Linked DNA regions of Rattus norvegicus: region 1 is linked to region 2. Evidence: chromatin contacts called from public Hi-C data. All regions are on one chromosome and are shown on one strand. Each heading gives the region's core, a stretch centred on a gene start, on an enhancer-like site or on the middle of the called end of the contact. The rest is flanking DNA. Distances are from core to core; before and after follow the strand shown. Region 1 has its middle 25 kb from the start of Galnt10. Region 2 has its middle 42 kb from the start of Mfap3.

Region 1 (6,374 bases), core at 1,075-3,574, 57 kb after region 2:
TTGGGCTAATAGCCACTTATCAATGAGTGCATACCATGTATGTCTTTCTGTGAGTGGGTTAGCTCACTCAGGATGATATTTTCCAGTTCCAACCATTTGCCTACGAATTTCATAAACTCGTTGTTTTTGATAGCTGAGTAATATTCCATTGTGTAGATGTACCACATTTTCTGTATCCATTCCTCTGTTGAAGGGCATCTGGGTTCTTTCCATTTTCTGGCTATTATAAATAAGGCTGCGATGAACATAGTGGAGCACGTGTCTCTTTTATATGTTGAGGCATCTTTTGGGTATATGCCCAAGAGAGGTATGGCTGGATCCTCAGGCAGTTCAATGTCCAATTTTCTGAGGAACCTCCAGACTGATTTCCAGAATGGTTTTACCAGTCTGCAATCCCACCAACAATGGAGGAGTGTTCCTCTTTCTCCACATCCTCGCCAGCATCTGCTGTCACCTGAGTTTTTGATCTTAGCCATTCTCACTGGTGTGAGGTGAAATCTCAGGGTTGTTTTGATTTGCATTTCCCTTATGACTAAAGATGTTGAACATTTCTTTAGGTGTTTCTCAGCCATTCGGCATTCCTCAGCTGTGAATTCTTTGTTCAGCTCTGAACCCCATTTTTTAATAGGGTTATTTGTTTCCCTGCGGTCTAACTTCTTGAGTTCTTTGTATATTTTGGATATAAGGCCTCTATCTGTTATAGGATTGGTAAAGATCTTTTCCCAATCTGTTGGTTGTCGTTTTGTCCTAACCACAGTGTCCTTTGCCTTACAGAAGCTTTGCAGTTTTATGAGATCCCATTTGTCGATTCTTGATCTTAGAGCATAAGCCATTGGTGTTTTGTTCAGGAAATTTTTTCCAGTGCCCATGTGTTCCAGATGCTTCCCTAGTTTTTCTTCTATTAGTTTGAGTGTGTCTGGTTTGATGTGGAGGTCCTCGATCCACTTGGACTTAAGCTTTGTACAGGGTGATAAGCATGGATCGATCTGCATTCTTCTACATGTTGCCCTCCAGTTGAACCAGCACCATTTGCTGAAAATGCTATCTTTTTTCCATTGGATGGTTTTGGCTCCTTTGTCAAAAATCAAGTGACCATAGGTGTGTGGGTTCATTTCTGGGTCTTCAATTCTATTCCATTGGTCTATCTGTCTGTCTCTGTACCAATACCATGCAGTTTTTATCACTATTGCTCTGTAATACTGCTTGAGTTCAGGGATAGTGATTCCCCCTGAAGTCCTCTTATTGTTGAGGATAGCTTTAGCTATCCTGGGTTTTTTGTTATTCCAGATGAATTTGCAAATTGTTCTGTCTAACTCTTTGAAGAATTGGATTGGTATTTTGATGGGGATTGCATTGAATCTGTAGATTGCTTTTGGTAAAATGGCCATTTTTACTATATTAATCCTGCCAATCCATGAGCATGGGAGATCTTTCCATCTTCTGAGGTCTTCTTCAATTTCTTTCCTCAGTGTCTTGAAGTTCTTATTGTACAGATCTTTTACTTGCTTGGTTAAAGTCACACCGAGGTACTTTATATTATTTGGGTCTATTATGAAGGGTGTCGTTTCCCTAATTTCTTTCTCGGCTTGTTTCTCTTTTGTATAGAGGAAGGCAACTGATTTATTTGAGTTAATTTTATACCCAGCCACTTTGCTGAAGTTGTTTATCAGCTTTAGTAGTTCTCTGGTGGAACTTTTGGGATCACTTAAATATACTATCATGTCGTCTGCAAATAGTGATATTTTGACCTCTTCTTTTCCGATCTGTATCCCCTTGATCTCCTTTTGTTGTCTGATGAGCAACGCCTTTAAATAGCACTTCATTGAGAGCTACAGGTCCAAGAAGGCAGCAGAAATACACCTCAGGAAACAGCCTTTCATCCCATCTCCGGCCAGCTGGCTATATAGAGAACAGAACTAAAAATGGGCAGTCATTCCAGAGTTCAGCCCTGCCCCTTTGGTCAGGTGATCAGCTACGTCCATGTGACTCTGTCCCTCACTGTTGGTCTCTGTGCAGCTGTAAGCACGGTTAGTGTTTGCTCACAGCAGTCCTGTATGCCTCCCAGCACCGCCTGGGCTAGGGGTGAACTGAGAACCTAGCAAAGCATTAGTTAGTATGTACACTGAGCCATCCATACAGAAAATGCAGGCTCCACTCTACAACATGTACAATGGGTGTGCCCTTATAATGCAGAAAAAAATAGGTCCCTATTTGTCTTTGCCCGTGTAGAGAACACTGGCCAAATACTGCAAGCTTCTATCCCTCCACAGCTAGGCTGGCTGATAGAGTCCTCCAACAGGAACAGAATGTGCTCCCCCAAACAACTGCAGTCCCAAGAGGAAATAACTATTCCCAGCTCCTTGCCCTGTGCAATGGGCTAGGCTCTTACACACACAACTCATTTAATATGTATGACCTTGCAATGCGATGGGAATCATTTCTGTTTTGCAGACGTGGGCAGAAGGCCTTTAAAGGATCTAAACACTTGATCCAGGCACATGCCTTAAATCTCAGCACTTTCCAGAGAGAAGCAGGAGGATCAGGGGTCCGAGATCATCTTCAGCAACATAGTAAGTTCAAATCCAGCCAGGGCCACCTATCTTCAAAACAATGAAACCACAAAAGGTCTAATCCTGTCACACAGAATACAGGAAGTCACTACATGTCCCTGAAGAGCTGGCATCTAATGTAAACACGCCCAGTTTTCCCATGTTCTTACTGAAAATACCCATTGTGTGAGGGTTGGTGTAAGCACCCATTTGTTGGGCCTGACTGAAGCCTCTGCTGCACAGAGGTTCGTCCCCGGCCTCATTGAATCTTACTGAACGTGGGCCCACTTCAAACAGCTCAGAGTGTGATCAGAAGGAAGAAAGATGCAGGGCTGTGAGAGAAGGTGCCTCTCTTCAGCCTTTGTCTGGCCAGCCCTGGTGCACCTGCTTTTGAAAAAAAAAATGTGGACTAACAAACACCTTACTATATCACAACCCGCTGGTTCCTGGAGCTTCTTTTCCTCAACATGAGAAATTTACAAGAGTGGTGCCTACCATCTAAGAATGGCTGCTCTGAAACACCATTAGATATTCCTTCTTTTCATTTCAAAACTTATTATGAGAGAAAGGGTAGCCCCCTGCCACAGAACCTGCGTGGAAGTCAGAGCACAACTTTCGGGGTCCATTTTCTCTTTTGGCTATATGGAAAATCTGGGTATTGAACTCAGGTACTCGGGCTTGGCCGCAAGCTCCTTTATTTGCTGACTCATCTCACCGTCGACCTCCCCCCCTACCCCACAACACACACATACACACCAAGTAAAATAAAAACCGTTCATTCACATTCAGACAGAACAAACCCCCCAGTTTCCATTCAGGTTCCATTTCTACTCATCCCCCCAGAAGCTTCAGCTGCAAATTGGATCATTGTCGCCTGGCTCACTTCGTGCCTGCCTCCCCACATACCCAGGAAGCTCGAACAAACAAAATTAAACACTGATGTCGTAAGCAGAACCACACGGCACTCATCATCCTGCTGACGGCTTCTTTCCGCTCACGAGCTGCCACGGAGGACACTTTAAAAGTTAAGAATCATGTCTTATTGGATCTCTGTGGCCCCGAGTGCCTTGTACTTTCTGTGTGCTGAATAATTCAAAAGTAAAGAAGAGGAGGAGGGGGAGGTGGAAGGAGGAGAGAGGAAAGGAATAGGGATTGAGGAAAGAAGAAGGGAAAAGAGAAGGGGACAAAGGGAGGGAAGAAAAGAGGAAAGGGGAGGGGCAGAGACCAGTTAATGTCATTGATCTTGAGTCAAAACTTCCTGCGTGGGTCTCACTGTTTGGAATGGAGTGTGTGAGACAAAGGAGACTACTTAGCCTTGTGTTTCCTGTGTAGCCGATGCTAGCTTTGCATGGCTGGGATTCCAGGCTTGAGCCACCAACTTGCTCTCACAAGTCTCTGTTTAAAGTGTGTGAGATAGGCAGGGAGGCTGAACTCCTTCTTCTGCACCATGATCTCCCCAACTCTGAGAGCGCCATTCCAGCCAGCTTCTCTGGAGGTTCTGCTGTGAGGAAACGCTCACTGCTCATAAATCACCAGCCAACTGTAGCCTGTCAGCCTTTGGAGGATTCCCTGCCAGGTCCAACACTCGTCTTCCGTCCTTTGCTTCTTCAACTTCTACCGTGTGTCTGTCAGCCATAGGTGTCCCTGGTTCTCTGTGTCCTCAATGTCCACCTGGAGCACCTCTGATTGCTCACCCTGCCTCTGCCCTCCCTTGGGCTCCTGTCCCTGCCTGCCTGTCTTCATGTTCTCTTCCCCAGGTATGCTGCAGCATAGAGCCAAGGTTGAGGCTGGGCTGTAGCTCTCTCCTAACTCCTGCTTGCCTACATTTTAAGGATGCTTTTCATGGTGGGTTCAGGTACAAGAAGCTGCTGGAGGTGTTTGGGGGGAAGGGGACCTCCAAGAGCACCTGTTTTCTCCAGCATCCCTAACTCTCCTCTTAACCCAACCCCACAGTGTGGGGTGGGTCTTTTATTCCTTAGATCATTAGAAAAACAGTAACTGAGACACCGAGTAAGGCTGGGGATATAGGGATGGGTCAGACAGCTGTGTTGGAGTTCAGGTTCTATCCGGGAGAGGCGAACAGAAGCCTACAACCACTCAAATACACAGTAACACACAGTAAGCCACCCTCTGACAAATAGCCCCACCCAAACTCCGCGCTCTAATTATAATATCCATCACGCACCTTGGCAATAGTCTAAGCATCTCCCATATATTTTTCTTTTTTAAAACATAAAGAATTACATTGTATTTATTATTTATTTATTTTACATATATATGGTATATGTTAGTGTGTGTGTGTGTGTGTGTGTGTGTGTGTGTGTATTTGTGCATGCAATTCATCCATGCCATCCCATGTATGTGGAGGTCAAAGGACAACTTGCAGGAGTTGGTTCTCTCTCCCATGAGGTTTCTGGGGGTCAAATTGAGGCCATTAGGGTTAGTATCAAGCACTGTTACCTGTTGAGTCATCTTGCCTGCCCTCACACACATTTTATCCTTTTTCACATATAAGGAAGCTGAAGGAAAGTGTGGATATGTGGGATGATGTCACAGGTGAGGCAGGTACAAGATAGTAGGAGGCCTGTCATTGGCCGAGAAGGAAGGATGGGTGGGAAAAAAGTCTGAAGGAAGAGGAGGAGACTAGAAGAGAAAGGAAGAGAGACAGGAGGGAGAGGGAGAGAAGCCATGGCAGGTGATATTAAGATTCTGCTCTGTGAATTTACAGGTTGTTATTAATGCTCTCAAGGGATGGATGGTACTGGGCTTTATACGTTTAGTTGGGCAATTATATCTTATCAATTGGATCAAGGGTTATTGTGTTGTGTGTTCTTTCATGTGCAGATTTAAGTGTAAGGGAGTGTGGGGCGGCTGGTCTGGGCCGCCACAGGATTGGAATGTGTGCTTCTGGCAAGATATCCCGCAGATATCTTGGGTCACTGCGGTGCCAGACCTAGCGGGGTAAAAGATACTTTTTTATTTTTTATATTTGTACAACAACATGGATAAGCTGCCTGCTCACAGGTACACAACTTATGAGAGTGAAGGCCAAGGTCTGATCACTGTGTGGATATTGGGAGAGCCAGGAAAGGAAGGCATTCTTTCTGTCTACAAATAGACATTTTGTTGTTGGTGGTTTTGTATGTTTTTAAGTCAAGGTCTCACATAGCCCAGGCAGGTTTTGAACTCTTGATGTAACCTAGGATGACCTTGAACTCCTAGTCCTCCTGCCTCTACTTCGTAAACCCCAGGATCGCAGGCACGCACCATGATGTTCAATTTCCTCATGCTGGGGATGGAATCTAGGACCTAATGCATGCCAGGCAAGCCCTCTCCCAACGGAGCTATCTCCAGGCTTCAGACTCGTAGTCCCAGTTTAACCTGAGAGTAAAACCAAACCGTCAGAAATGAACCGATGGGGTTTCAGGGGGGCGGGGACAGGAGCTGGGAGGAACAGGGGCTGGGAGATGAGAAAGAGCCGCCTCCAGCTAAGACGTCTGAGCGGGGTATTGAGTACCACAAGCTTCTTTAAGAAACACCTCTGCTACCCATCAAGGTTCTCCCCACTGAGGAAGGCTGGGTGCTCACTCGGTCCCAGCGTGCAGTGAGTGACGTGTGGTTGTCAAATGATGAATGGGCTGCTTTAGGAGCGACCCAACTACAAAGACAGCAGGTGGCGCCCTGTGTTTCCCACACCAGCTGTAAGTTTAGGTTCCAAGTCCCCACTCTCATGGCCTTGAGGTGTCTGGTCAATCTGCATATCCACCTCGTTCCTGTTAAGATTTCTTTTTTTCTTTTCAGATCTTGCAGTTTCAATTAGTAGCT
Region 2 (6,500 bases), core at 2,407-4,906:
ACTTTTGGCAGAACCTTGATATGCATCTCTGGCTGGCTTGAAACTCACTATGCAGTCCAGACCTGGAACTTTCAGATATCCTCCCGCCTCTGCCACCTGATAACAGTCGTGTACCACCGTGCCTTGACCACTACATTTTCACCATAATTACAGACCCTGACTCTGCTAAGTGCCTTCTGTGCGGTCTGTTACTCAAAGGGCTTCCAGTTAGTGACTGTGACAACTTCCGCCACACACTATCTTTCCTGGGTTACCAAGCAGCACTGCAAAGTGGCACAGGTAAGATTCCTGAGCCTCACATTCTACTTCTAGGAACTTTCCCACAAAAACAAAAGCAAAACCTTTCCCACCTTCCTGGTCAGTTTGGTGGCTCTTGCTGTGAGAAACAGCTGTGAAGATTCTCCCTTGACTTGAAAGCTGTTCCCCTAGGGCTGGAGAGATGGCTCAGTGGTTAAGAGCACTGACTGCTCTTCCAGAGGTCCTGAGTTCAATTCCCAGCAACCACATGGTGGCTCACAACCATCTGTAATGGGATCTGATGCCCTCTTCTGGTGTGTCTGAAGACAGCGACAGTGTACTCATGTAAAAAAAAAAAAAGCTGTCCCCAGGTCCTGTTCAATAGGATGGCTCTCTCGGCTGTTAGAATGAGCTCTGTGAATGTGTAGGGGAGCATATCTGTTCTTTTTTTTTTTTTTTTTTTTTGTCTCTTTCTTTCTTTCTTTTTTTTCTTCTAAGACAGGCCTCATGTAGCCAAGGACAATCTTGAACTGGTCCTGCTGCATCTACCTCCCGAGTTCAGGGATTACAGGTGGGCTCCACCACACCTTGTCGGCATAAATTTTTGCAACCTACTTTTAATAAGGGTTCGTCCTCTCCTCTAGCCCACCACCCAGCAGAGGTAAAGAAGACAAAAGGGAGGAAGTGGACCTGTTCAGCAATTGTTCTTTGATCTTCTTGGGCAGCAGTTCAGTCCCATAGCAAACACCAAATGATTCAGTAGCTATGGTCCAGTCCTCTAGGCAGGCAGACACCAGGCAGCTGCAGGAACCTCACAAGCAGCCCTTGATCGAGTTTCTCTCAGTGGCCACATTATCACAAGTTCAGCTCCGTAAGGCGAACCAATACATGCGAGTTGTTAGGGAAGAGTAGGAGGCGGAGCAAACCAACCAAGCTCAGTGCTCATCCCCTGTCTGTGGGGTCACGTCTACACTCCTTCACCATGGGCCCTTCCACGTGTCTGCTGCATCCAAGCATCCTCTCACCTGTGTCTGCTGCAGGAAAGCAATCTTTCACTTGATTGCTTCGGCAAGACGTCCTTTCACCTGTGTGCCCCAGTAAAAGATCATTTGATAACTAACTTTCCAAAGAAACCAGAAGTTTCCACTTCAACACCCGGTTTATACAGTGGTAAGAAGTAAGCCCAGGGCTCCACACATACCAGGCAGGCAGTGTTCAACTGGGCTACATCCTCAGCCCCACACAAGAGTGTCTGTTCACATTTGGCTGCCTTTCATAGCATTTGTGTCTGCAGTTGCCCGTGACTGAGGCAAATGATCCCTGCTTTCCCTTTATGGCAATTGCCTTTCAAAATTAATTTATTTAGGAATAAAAAATGGAATTGATTCAAGTATTAAGAAAACCAGGATAATAACAGAGCAGACAGTGTATAAGTGTGACGCAGAGCAAACAGTGGAGGAGAAAGGCAAAGGAAGAAAGCCCTAAGTGCAACACACATACACATAAACACACACACAACACACTACACACACATGCTACATACACCACACACACAACACACATACACACCATACATACCACACACCACATGCACATACATACACACATCACACACATACCACACACACCACACATACATATACACCATATACCCCACACCTGTATCATACACACATCATACACACACCACACACCCATATACATACACACACAACACATACACATAACACATACACATCATATGTACATGCCACACACTCATGCACATACCACATACATATTACACACACACATACCACACACATCACGTACACCACACATACCATACACATCACATATACCACACACATACCACACACACAGACAACATATACATACACACCATACACACACACACACACACACACACACAGGCACACACACACAGGCACACATACGCAAACACAACACCCCCAAGAAGTCTCGAGGCCTAGCCTCCGCCCAGCTGTAGACTCACTGAGCTCAGTTTCCCTCTCGAGAGAGTTCAGATTAGATCATCTCTAACGTTTGGTGGCATCTAGTCGTTTTCCAGGCTTGGAGTTCACCAGATTTTAATTCAAGCTGCGATTCAGTTAGAGCTGCTACAGCTGCCCTTTCTGAGACTAACAGCCCCCACCCCATAGCTCTCCCTCCTTGATGAGCTGACACATCCCTCCCAGACGCCAGCAGGAGTCAGTGAGAATGAGCTCTCTCAGGTCCTTAATTTGCACTTCCTGCCTTGAAATCAAACAGGACCAGGTTGGTCCAGGACATTTACCAGGAGAAAAACATGTTCCTTGACATTTCCTTGTTCGCAGATATTCTACTGGAGGCCCTGGGAGTTCCTCTCTCATCAGAGGACTCTGTTTGCTCATCCAGAGACAACCACACACAAAGCTCACCACAGGTGGGGGTGGGGGGCGTGAAGGGGGGACTTTATTGCCAAACATAAGCAGCTCTGTAAATGGAGTCCAAACCCGTGTGGGGAAATAACCTGAGGGCTGGAAAGATGGTTCAGTGCATAAAGTGCTTGCCCTGCAGACACACTGGTCTGAGTACAGTCCCCAGAACCCATGTTAAAAAAAAAAAAAAATCGAAGCTTGGTGGCATGTGAGACATGCAGACTCTGGGTTCACTGGCCAGCTAGCTTTGCCCACTTGTCAAGTTCCGGGCCAGTAAGAGAGCCTGTCTCAATACACAAACATAATAAGGTAGACAGTTCTGAGGAGCAACCCTGGAGGTTGTCCTCTGCCCTGCACATAATACATGTAAGCATACATACACACACTGCCACACTTGCACACACACTCGCACACACCACCTGACCAGATGAGGGAAATGACTGTTCATTGTCACCTTTAAAGTCACCTGCGCAGTGGGAGGCTCCTAGGACCCAGCAGGAGCTGCAAGCAAGGCACCCATCTCAGAGTTTAGCTCTCTAACCCCTGCATCAGTCCTAAGAAGCCACAATCAACAGCACTCATTTCATACATCTTACTCCTCCCCCCACATTGACCACAGCTGCTTGACCAGTGGGTCACATCTCCATGTGGAGGCACACAGCAGACTGTGATAGTTGTGAAAAAAAGAAAAGGGAAGAAAACCAGTGGTAAAGACTTCTAGATATACAACAACCAAAAATTAACTTGAAACCAAACATGTCAGGCAAAACACCTACAGACATAAAATGAAAATGAAGGTTAGAACTCACACAACGCATTCATGACATCTGTGGCAGTGCCTGTCTGTGTTTGCTGTTCTATTCCGTGAGGTCGCTGCAGCCTTGGGGCTGAACACAGGACCCAGGCCCTCCGCAGCTCACCTGCCGTCAGCCGCTGGATACGGAGGGACGCTGCCTGCCTGACCTCAGCCCAGATTCAAGGCTGAGCTACGTTCCAAGTCTGCTGAAGGCTTACTGCCCATGCCAAGTTTCCAGTTCCTGTAGAAGCATGGTGATCTAATCAGGAAAACAAAGACCGAGTTTTCTATCGTCATCCCTCAGCATGTATCAAATTAGTGTATGTTTGGAATGTACTGTAGTAGAATGTTTGGTTTTAAAATCGCTGCTTGGGTTGTGACTTGAGCTTCATTAAAAAAAAATTATTAAGTGAACGCTGGCTTGGGATTAAACGGGATTCCTGATGATTTCTGAAATGGCTCTAAACACAATTTCTGTCATTTGTGCCATGTATCCTTGTGAGTCGACCTTCTCAGCACGGATGACAGAAAACCAAAAAAGCTGCCAGCTCTGAAGAACACTGAAGATGCCATGTCCTGCAGCATCAAATGTGTAGCCCAACATGAACTATGTATGTAAAAGCGAACAAGCTTACCCCTCTCCTTAGTATGCACATTTGATTTAGTCTGTAATCAACAACAAGAGTATACGGATACCAAAGAATTGCTTCAAAATAACTTTCTTGGACTGGTGAGATGGCTCAACAATGAAAAGGCTTGATGTCAAACCTGCAAACCTGAGTTCAATCCCCAGGACACACACACACATACACACACTCACACATGCACACACACGCACACATGCACACACACACACATACACACTCACACTCACACATACACACACATGCACACACATGCACACACACATACATACATACACATACACACACTCACACACATACCTACACATACATGCACACACATGCACACACATGTACACACATACACACTCACAAACACATACACACACATACATACACACATATACACACATACAGACATACACACACATACACATATACACACATACATGCACACACATGTACACACATACACACATATACACACACATACACACATACACACGTACACACACACTAACACACTCACACACACATACATACACACATATACACATACACACACAAACACACACGCATAAATACAACACACACATACATACACACATACATGCACACACTAAATCATTTTTAATGTAAAAAATTAGGTTTCTGTACATTTTATCATTGTGACTGTCTGCTCATATGCCTGTTTTATACACCTACGTACTCCTGATTACATAAAAACATCCACAGGCATAAAGGGTCACAAGCGGAAAATCACCCTGGTTTGTATGAAGAAGTCAGAACTCAGAAGGGCTGTTAGCGGTCCTAACCTCCACTGCAAGGTTGACAAGGGCCTCATTCCCTATTTTGTAAGAAAGAAGGCTGAGATAAGCTCAGGGAGGTAAGCTCACACTGCTAGGTAGAAATGGAGGTGGGATTTGAACCCAGGACTTGTTCCAGTTCATCCTCTCATGAAGCCTCAGGCAAACAGGAGAGCTCAAAAAGAGAAGGAGGGACCCGGAGCTTCAGCCTCCTAAGTAGCTGGGCTATAGGTAGGGACTACTGAGGCTGGTCACTTCTTCATTGTTATAAAGACAAACCTGTGCCCTTTATGTTTCATTTTCTGTGTTTTCCCTCCCTCCCTCCCTCCCTCCCTTCCTTTCCCCCCAAAGCTGTGGATTGAACTCAGACCTTTATGACTGCTAAGCAGGCACTCTGCCACTGAGTCACAGCCTCAGACACTGTGTCACTCACCTGAATCACTTCTGTGGCTGATCCTCTGTTCTCACTTCGGGAGCACAGACACAGCCCTGACCCAACTAAGCCCTCCCCCACCTCCTAGCTTCCAGCCAAGCTCATTTCCCTCTCCAAAAAAATAAGCCAGGAATAAAAATATTTGGATGACTGCAGGAACTGGGGTATGCAAGAAAGGGTAGGTCCTCCTAGGGAGGCCTTTACACAGATGTACCGCCAAGTTAGTGGAGCACTGTGAAATGGCAACCTTCCCTCACTGCTGGTGCAACTCCCTAGACAGAGAAGAGAGGAAGCCGGCTCTGTGAAGCTTCTGCTAGGCAGCCAGGCACAGGAGCCCCTCAGGCACTCGCGGCTTTCTCGCTCTCGCCCTTTCTTTTGAGCCCGATGTCTTTTTTTATCCCACACCAAGGGGCTTTGTGTGTGTGTGCGCTTCTCTTCATTAATTTGATCACAGAGGGCAGATCTAAGACACGATTCAAATAAATGAAAGGTTCTCCAGGAGCTACCCAAGTAGAAGCAGTCTCCTCTAAGCGCTCGTCTGCACCTCTGAATTCATTAGCTAGGGGTACGCCGCATCGCCAAAGAAGCACATACGTGGTGCTCCCAACCTGGAGAACCCTCTGCACGCGACACCAGGTCACTGCCGCCGCAGTCAACCAGACAAGTGTTGCATCTACTAACGCTTTATCATGAATCTTGCCGCCTGCCTGACAGCCTCTGCCCCTCAGATTAGATTTCAGGAGCTAGACTGCCGTTTTCCTCTACCTGGGAAGACAGTTATATGCGCAGGGCAGACTAGCCATATTATAGGTAGCTTAACCAGAAAGGCGGCTGCAACAGAACAGCTCCCTGGCTGCCTGCATCAAAGGAGCAACGGACCTCAGCTTGGATGGTGTAGTTATTGGGTTTTTTTTTTTTTTTTTTTTTTTTTTTTTTATGTGTAGATGTAGGTCAAAGGCTGTAATGATTAATATTCTGTTGCTGTGATAAAATGCCATGACCAAGGCAATTTATAAAAGGAAGAATTTTATGCCTGAGTTCCGGGACAGCCAGGGCTACAGAGAAACCCTATCTCAAAAAAAAAAAAAAAAAAAAAAGGTGGGGGTGAGGGTTTATTTTGACTTATATTTCTAGATTAATAGGAGTCCACACTGGCGGGGAGGCACAGAAGTGGAAGCAGGCATG

The links. A called contact is a pair of places that touch in the nucleus more often than the background predicts.
Region 1: a Hi-C map of kidney shows a contact between it and region 2, with 2.4 times the contacts expected there. The contact joins two enhancer-like sites. A contact is called at or near these places in 5 of 12 Hi-C or Micro-C datasets (the A7r5 cell line, frontal cortex, kidney and 2 more).

The regions. Positions count from the first base shown.
Region 1 is chr10:42,294,662-42,301,035 of GRCr8, forward strand. No RefSeq gene overlaps it. Among named protein-coding and RNA genes, the nearest start is that of Galnt10, 25 kb to the right of the region's middle. Within about 2 kb of position 2,325, at least 3 of the 93 cell types and tissues checked have an H3K27ac peak or open chromatin away from gene starts, as enhancers often do.
Region 2 is chr10:42,236,390-42,242,889 of GRCr8, forward strand. No RefSeq gene overlaps it. Among named protein-coding and RNA genes, the nearest start is that of Mfap3, 42 kb to the left of the region's middle. Within about 2 kb of position 3,657, at least 5 of the 93 cell types and tissues checked have an H3K27ac peak or open chromatin away from gene starts, as enhancers often do.